Regions from separate parts of the Mus musculus genome. Here region 1 is linked to region 2. The links are chromatin contacts, called in public promoter capture Hi-C maps. All regions are on one chromosome and are shown on one strand. The core of a region is the stretch at or near the end of the contact, and the rest is flanking DNA. Distances in the headings are between cores, read along the strand shown. Region 1 holds the start of Rufy3 (RUN and FYVE domain containing 3). Region 2 holds the start of Csn3 (casein kappa).

Evidence for each region. Promoter capture Hi-C pulls out the DNA fragments that hold promoters and counts their contacts.
Region 1: a promoter capture Hi-C map of second pharyngeal arch cranial neural crest shows a contact between it and region 2. The contact joins the promoter of Rufy3 here to the promoter of Csn3 in region 2. A contact is called at or near these places in 6 of 39 promoter capture datasets (cranial neural crest, frontonasal cranial neural crest, hippocampal neurons and 3 more).

Annotation. Positions count from the first base shown.
Region 1 is chr5:88,563,050-88,566,683 of GRCm38.p6, reverse strand. It overlaps Rufy3 (RUN and FYVE domain containing 3), which reads right to left and starts at 1,644. Exons shown (of 18, transcript NM_001289774.1): 1 at 1,208-1,644. The coding sequence starts at 1,535. It overlaps Gm42107 (predicted gene, 42107), which reads left to right and starts at 1,126. Exons shown (of 2, transcript NR_168902.1): 1 at 1,126-1,910; 2 at 3,055-3,244.
Region 2 is chr5:87,923,816-87,927,833 of GRCm38.p6, reverse strand. Csn3 (casein kappa) reads right to left here and starts at 2,255. Exons shown (of 5, transcript NM_001356570.1): 1 at 2,156-2,255; 2 at 201-262. The coding sequence starts at 257. All of the region lies in intron 2 of 1700066N21Rik (RIKEN cDNA 1700066N21 gene), which reads left to right.

The sequences.
Region 1 (3,634 bases), core at 395-2,894, 640 kb before region 2:
ACCCGACACACACCATCTGATCAGTTTGGATCTCGGATGTTTGATTAAAGAGCTCAGTCATGGAAGACAAGGAATCTGGGTCATGCTTGCTTCATAAAACTGTTACTGAAAACAAATCATGTAATTAGTCTAATCTTCGGCTTCCTCAGCTGAAAAGGAGGTTGTCTGTTTTGCTCACAGAGACTTGATAGCGTTGGTAATCGCGGTGCTCGCACACAGGAGACATTCAACAAATGTTTATCTTTTCCACAGGGTTGGATGGGGAGGCAGAAAAAGCCAAGTCAGTTTCTTGGCAGCAGAGAGCTGTCAAACCAAGATCTGCATCAGGGAGCTTTAAAAATAAGGAGGGAGGGGAGCCTCACTTACCCCCGGGGAACTTTCCCTCCCTTTTCAGAATTCCTACCTATAGCACGGTATTTGGCATTTACAGCATCCTTTGAGTTGTCAGAGGTCTTTTCATAATTTTAACTAAGGTCTTATCTTTTTTAAACCATCTCTGACACTCCAGTCCTGTCATTACATACACTCACAGACCCACTCAAGGCCAACAGCAATAAACATTTGTTGCCTAAAACAGCACCAATGGGGGTTCGCTGATTTTGGGGAGGGTTAGAGTGTGGCCAAGGCTTTAAGGCGTGGAAGCGTCTCTCTGACAAAAGACACAACACTGGGAGGTGCCCTTTCTAAGCCACACTTTCCCTTTCCTTCCTCTCGCGTACCTCGGGACCATTTCTTTTCTTACTTGGGTGGGGGTGGGGGGTGAGGGTCACCGCTTTCCCTCATGGGTTTGGGGGGACGCTCAAAGAAATCCCCCTGGCTCGGCCGAGGCCGCAGGGCGGCGGCGCGGCAGCCACACCTACTTGGCCACCGCGGCTGGGAACCGGTGGGGGCGCGTCAGCCGGTCCCGGACGCCAGCTCCGCGGTTCCTCCGGGAAGGGCGCCAGTGCGCGGCGCCGCCGGCCGGCGCCAGGGGACGCCGCGGCCCCAGCACGTGGAAGCCGAGGGGGAGCGAGCTGGCGGGGCCGCGGCCTGGGGCGACCGAGGGGTGGACACCGCCGAGGGGCACGCCGCCGCCTCCGCCCCCGCGCGCGGACCCCACCCCCGGCCCGCGCGGCTCCGAAACCCGGCGAGAGGCGGAGCTCCACTGAGCCCGTCTTGCTCGGCCGGCCACCGCGTCCCCGTCCCGGTCCCCGTGCCCAACACTCACGGTGCTTGCCTCCGCCGCCGCTGCCGCCGCTCGGGTAGCTCAGCAGCAGGAAGGGCAGCGGGGAGCCGGGCGACGGCGGGGTCCTCCAGGCGCGCTGCGGTGGCGGGCGCGCTGTGAAGCCCGCGCCTCCATCGCCCGGGTAGAGGAGGAAGAAGGGGGCGGCCACCGGCGAGTCCGGCTCCGAGGGCCCCGCCTCGTCCTCCCGGTCCGCGCCGCGGGCGCTAGCACCGCGCGGTTCCAGCGGCTCGGAGGGGCGCCGCTCCCCGCCCCTCTCCTGCTCTTCGCCGCAACTTTCAGCAGCCGCGCCGGGCGCCGGCGACTCTGCCATCTCGCTTGCGGCTTCGCAGTGCAGCCGCCTCGCCAGGCCCGAGGCTCACGGCGAGGATCGGATGCCCCGCCGTGCCCGCGCCGCCACCGTCCGCCGTTCGCCGCCGCCTGGGCTCCGCGTTCCGCCCGCCCCGCCGGGGCCCGGCCAGCTGAGGACCGCCCCGCCCCGACGGCGCGGCCTGCCCAGCACCGCCTCCGGCCTCCGCCCCGCCTCGCTCGCCGCCCCCCGCCGCGGCTCGGCGCCCCTAGGGGGCAGCGTCCTGCTCGTCCTCCGCGCACCTTCCGCTGGGCTCCGGAGCGCCGATCCCTCCGGATCACGGGGCCCAGAGTGAGCCTGGCCTGGTCCTCTGCTACCCGGCTGGACCCTGCTGGCCAGGTGCTTGAACCGAGCGGCGTTGTCTGTGTGTAACCGCCAACTTCGCGGGTCACCGGAGAGAGAGGCGCAAAGATCTGGGCGGAAAAGGCCAATGCTCGTATTTTTTTTTAAAGACCCCACCCCCACCCCCTAAGTATTAAACTACGGTTTGCTGTTTACACACTAGACCTTCAACGGGTTGGCTCACGGTTTTGATTCAGGAACTTTAAATAGGATAAACTAGAGGAGACAATAGTCTTCCCACCGGTTTTTGTTCCATGTTCATGAGGTCGATTTAGAAACCGTTGTGTTTGCTCTTACTTTGTTCTCCAGATTTCCAGAACGGCAGGTGCGTGTGGGTGGGTTAAACCAGCTACTTCAAACTTTATAGGACACTTGCCGATTACAGGTTGATAGTTTTCCCTTTCGTAGTATTTGTCTTTTGTTAGTAAATTAGCCATCCGTATTTTATTTCATATATTTGAATCGGTACGTGCGCAAAGTAAACCCGCCCCCCCCCCCAAAAAAAAGAAAATTCCCAGTTTTTTGTTTTAATCGAGGGGGTAGGTGGGCTCACTTGAAGCCCAGGCTAAGCTGGCTTTGAAATTCCTGCCTTGGCTTCCAAGAGGTGGTATTTACAGGCTAGATGCACTGCTGACACTCCTCTGGGGTGGATTGCACTTTGAGATAGGATAGCTTTGAGTCGCAGACTCCTATGGAATCAAATAGAAATTACTGTCTGGACGTTTTGTACACTAGCTTCCATCTTCTCTAAGCCTTAACTCCGTAGAGAAAGTGAAACTTTCAGAAAGAAAATATATTTCTTATTCTCCGTAAATTGCTGAATTGCTACTAGAAATCATCACGGGAGTTCTTTAATGCCAGTCTTGAGGTTTTTAAAACAAGGAATATTTGAAAAGGAAGCTAACTTTAAACACCCTTAGAAAATTAACTAGTAGCTTTCAGTTTCTGGTATTTCCTTGACCCGTTGATCTTATTAGACCTGCCTAAGTTATTTGTCCTCTTGTGTAAAATTATTCATAGAGATTTTGTAAAAGTTAAAATTAGAAACCTAAGTAAACCCTCTACAGCATGGTCTAACAAGATTGACTAGTTCCTATCTACTTGTCATCGCTTTGACAAAACGATGTTTGTTTTGAGACAGGTCTCACCATGCAGGCCAGGCTGCTGACCTGGCGTTCACTGCGATCAGGCTGAACCTAAACTCACAGAGATCTGCCCACCTGCAGACTGCTCCAATCACAGAGGTGGGTCAAGCCTATCTAAGATGTAACTTTTTTTTTTTTTAATCAAATAAAAGCATGGAATGAGAGTTTCCATCATATCTTTGGTCATCTTGGGAGTTTGTTGAGTTTTATTTTTAAGATGTATTATTTATCTACTTAATTTACCCACATGCCTGTGGCTGTTTGTGTATATGCCCTGTGCCCGGGAGGCCAGAAGACAGTGTCAGATATCCTGGAGCTGTGGTTACAGGCAGTTCTGAGCTGGGAACTCGAATCCCCTGCAAGAGCACAAGAAGTGACGATCCATCTCTCCAGCCCCTTGTTGTTGTTGTTGTTGTTGTTTAAGAAGGTTGGGGGTGAGAGGTGAGTATCCTCCTGATCTGGGAGCCTTTGAATGCTGGGATTACAAGCATGCACCAGTATAACCCAGCTCATTTGAATCTTTTGAGGCGTGAGAATCTTTTTTTTTTTTTTAAAGATTTATTTATGTATATGAGT
Region 2 (4,018 bases), core at 1,006-3,505:
GCTTTCTCTGTGTGATAAAGTATGTATTATGCTAACTAAATGAATATCTAAAAAAGATTATTTATTCTTATAAGTAGTCAAACTAGTAACCAGCTGTGGTGCTCCTTGAACAACCTGTATTTTGATATACATATAACTAGAATTCTTAAATAAAATGTATTTAACATCTTACCAATACAATTTAAATGAAATTGACTCACCAAAAAGGGCAGAGTTAATGCCAGAATATTCACAACTACGATAAAATTCCTCATCATTGCACCTAAAAATAAAATTTAAAATTATATGAAGAACACCTAAAATAAATTAAAAAATTAAATTAAGATTCTTTGGTTAACAAGTTAGAAGTGATTGCATATAATGTTTTCCTTGGGAGAGGTGGGGGAAACTGAATTTATCTGCAGATTTAGCCAGTGCAGTAAATCTCTTTTCTCAAAATAAAAGAAACACTGAACTTGAAGTAAAAATTAGTTTAAAGTTAATTTTTGACTATGAAAGTATCACTAAGACATAATCATCTATTCATTTGATCCAATCTACTGGGATTAAGAGCTTTGCCAAATGCTGAGAATATGGGGGTGCAGCCAGGGCTTGGCAGCAAACTGCAGGGGCTTCTGGATAAGGGATTTGTAATCTGCACCAAGCTAGAGAACATCATAGATGTTCTAACTGATGTGCTGTCTGAGGGAGAGAAAATTAGCAAGTTTAGAACCCAAAATGTAAAGATTTTGGTGTTCTGTGCTACAGACCAAGGCGTGGCTCCATGAACTGAAAATCACGCAGTGTGAGAAGACAAGGGTTTGAACCCGGAATCTCCTGTGACAGTGTAACAATTGGGAAATAATTTCCTCCTTCTAGGCTTTACATTTGTTACAGGACCTCAAACTGGGTCATGTCTGTGGCCCTTAATCAATATATCACAGGAACTCATTGGAGGCAATGTTTGTCACAATGTAAGTTTACTTTTCCAGTAATATACATGATATGACTGATTTCGCTGCTTTAATGCAGTATAGACATGGCAATTTAAACATATTTGAGCAAGTTAAACACACCAGCTAGTCTTTTCCTAACAAAGTCCTCTCCTCATTTAATTTTAATAGTTCTTAGGTAATAACACAACACTTAAAACTTCTAATATGTTAGCATATATTGTATTTGTGGTGAGAATACTGTATTTTACTGAAGCTATTGTTTCTGATACACTTGTGTAAACATGAGCTATGGAAAAATAAGCTTTATAAGTATCACAGAATCAACACCTATATGACCCTACCCTGCAGGAGGAAAAAGGAAAGAATATCAAGCCCATTTATCTTTCCTGATGTGAGTCTCTGATGATGAGAAAGGCTGTTTGCTAAACTGACTCCAGAACCACCTCTTAAAAAAAAATCACTGAATTTCTAATACCTCATGTGTAATCAAGTTTGTAAAACCTATGCAAAATATTTTCTTGAGAGGATAGAATTCCTTGTTAAATCCATTATTTTCTAATTACCTTTTCAAATCATTACCTGAAAAATAATATTTCTTTGTTTTAATCACAGACTCCTCTTCAATAATTAAAGAATATATTTTAATATTTATTTTATTTTTACATTAACACTTCATTATAGATATCACATTGCATAATATATAACACATATAAACATATGTAACATTATATATATTAACATTAAATGATAAGAACTCCTTTTCAGTAGAAAGCTAAGATTTTACTTTATAGCAGATACATAGTGGTATATGCTTGTGTTTGTTGCTGTCACTTTCTAAGGAGACATGATTTTTGAAAATATGAATTAAATTAGCTTTGAAAGGCATGTTATAATATAATATAATAAGATATGATATGATATGTAATTACACTATAATAAAAGGAATTATGAGTTTTAGGTAGAGATAAGATTTGAAGATAATTATTGGACTATTTTGAGTATTATAGTTCTATCTTTCTGAAAAATTAACCCTCTCTTTTTATAGCAGTAGTAGGCTTACTATAAATATTATAGTTAACAATGTCTCATATAATTTGACAGTATCAAACCTAGACTTTAAGACAAAGCATAGTTAAAGGAAATGTGATTCCAAAATAACCTTGATGGTTTCCGAAGTAGCTACTCTACATCATCACTGCCCTGGGCAGATGGTTAGTTACCTTTATTTGGAGTCAATTCTTGCTTGGCAGTAGGGTTTGCCCGGCCTCTTAGCTGCAGAGAAGACCCAAGATAAATAACGGAGACTAATTACAGGGTATTAGTACCGGTAGTCAGATCTCATTTCCCTCCTACTTTTCACCCAATAGGATGATGACAGAAAGGCAAGATTTGAGGTCACCAGGGTCACCTGCAGGTCAGTCTTAGTCAGCACACAGCAGGCCGGAAACAGATGTGAGTCATAAGCATGCAGGGAAAACAACCAAACTCCTTAAAGAATGAATGTCCTGTGCTTTCTAAAAATATAGGAAAATGTATACAAATGTACTAATTGCATTCTTAACCTCTATCATTTCATCTAGTTGAAACTAAAGTTATTGCTAAAATAAAATTAAAACCCAATAGCCACAATTATTTTTCACATTTTAAGTGTTTTTACTTGAAGAACTATGTCTTCAAGGGACTTTATATTTAGTATGGTCCATGTTGGTCATTGTTCTTCCAAATGTACAACTACTTATTTTAAAAATAAAAATCAGCAGTCTTAATTATGTGTGCGTTTTGTAAGTTAAATTCATGCATGAAACATTTTCTTTGCTGTGAAGGCTGAGCATTTGCGTTTTTGCTTCAGCGTGTATTCCTCAATTGTTCAAACATTGAACACATGCTGTTTTAATGAACCCCTAAAGTGTCCCATTTTGGATGCCCAATATTAAGTAACTGAGTTAGGAATCATTGTTCTATTTTAGAGTCAGATCATTCTGATTTAGCGCATGGATTGCAAAACTGCCAATGCTGTAAAAATTTTAGTAAAATGAAGCCAAACATGTATTTTGCCTAAATGATATCCTGCTTTACCTGTCCCTCCCCCCACCCCAGGGTAATGCTAACAATGACTTTGCTTTGTGAAAACCTCATCAGAGGTATTTACTGGAATCCCTGCAGAGCAGCCAGAATGCAGAGCAGAAATAATGTCAGCATTGTATAATTTTTATGTATTCCTGCCTGTTTCTGGGAACCATTACACGTCTTAGAAAGCAGGGAACATTGTTCTGAATCCTGAGAATACTTGTGCAGCTTCTCCACAATAAGCCCTGGCTTTCTATTTCTTAGAAGTTTGCTTCTCTCGTTCTTTCTCTGACACACACAATATACAAGCAGCCTGTGTATGGAGACTGTCAGGTCATCCTATTGCCTCAAGGGCCTAGGAATAAAGGTGGACATTTATGGTCTGGTTATGGTTCATCAGACTCTGAAGATGCTTTATTCCATTCCAGTCCTTTCTCAATCATCAATTAAGAATACATGCTTTAAGCTGTTTTATTATTTGATTAAAAAATAACCAAAAAAGACTCAAATGTATCTAAAAATATATATATATATATGTGTGTGTGTATATATATATTTATACACATACATATATAATTTCAGAAGGGGAATATGTGTCCAGAATAGCTGAGTGAATTCTGGGACCCCTTCTCTTCAGAAAAGCATTTCTGGCGTGGGTCAACCACTCACTCACTTCAAAGGGAGGGGCTTGCAAAGCTACACTGTATCCTCTGACCCACTCGGATTATTCACATCGTGTTCCAGGCATTTTGAATAAAAAAGTGAACTAAAACACATCCAGTCACTTCTACCACGACACAGTGCACAGTCAAGTCCAACACTTACTCAAATGCTATTGGCATGGGACATTCTAGTCTAAGGCAGTCTAAGTCTGAGTAGCTTTGAGCGGTCATTGCTGAGGTTTTGAGTTGAATTAAGTAAACTCAAACATGTAGCTATCTTGATGTTCTGTCGTTCTTCAAAGGAGAGCAAAAGGGATCTACAACTCTCACACCTTTAGATCTCTAAGGAGAATA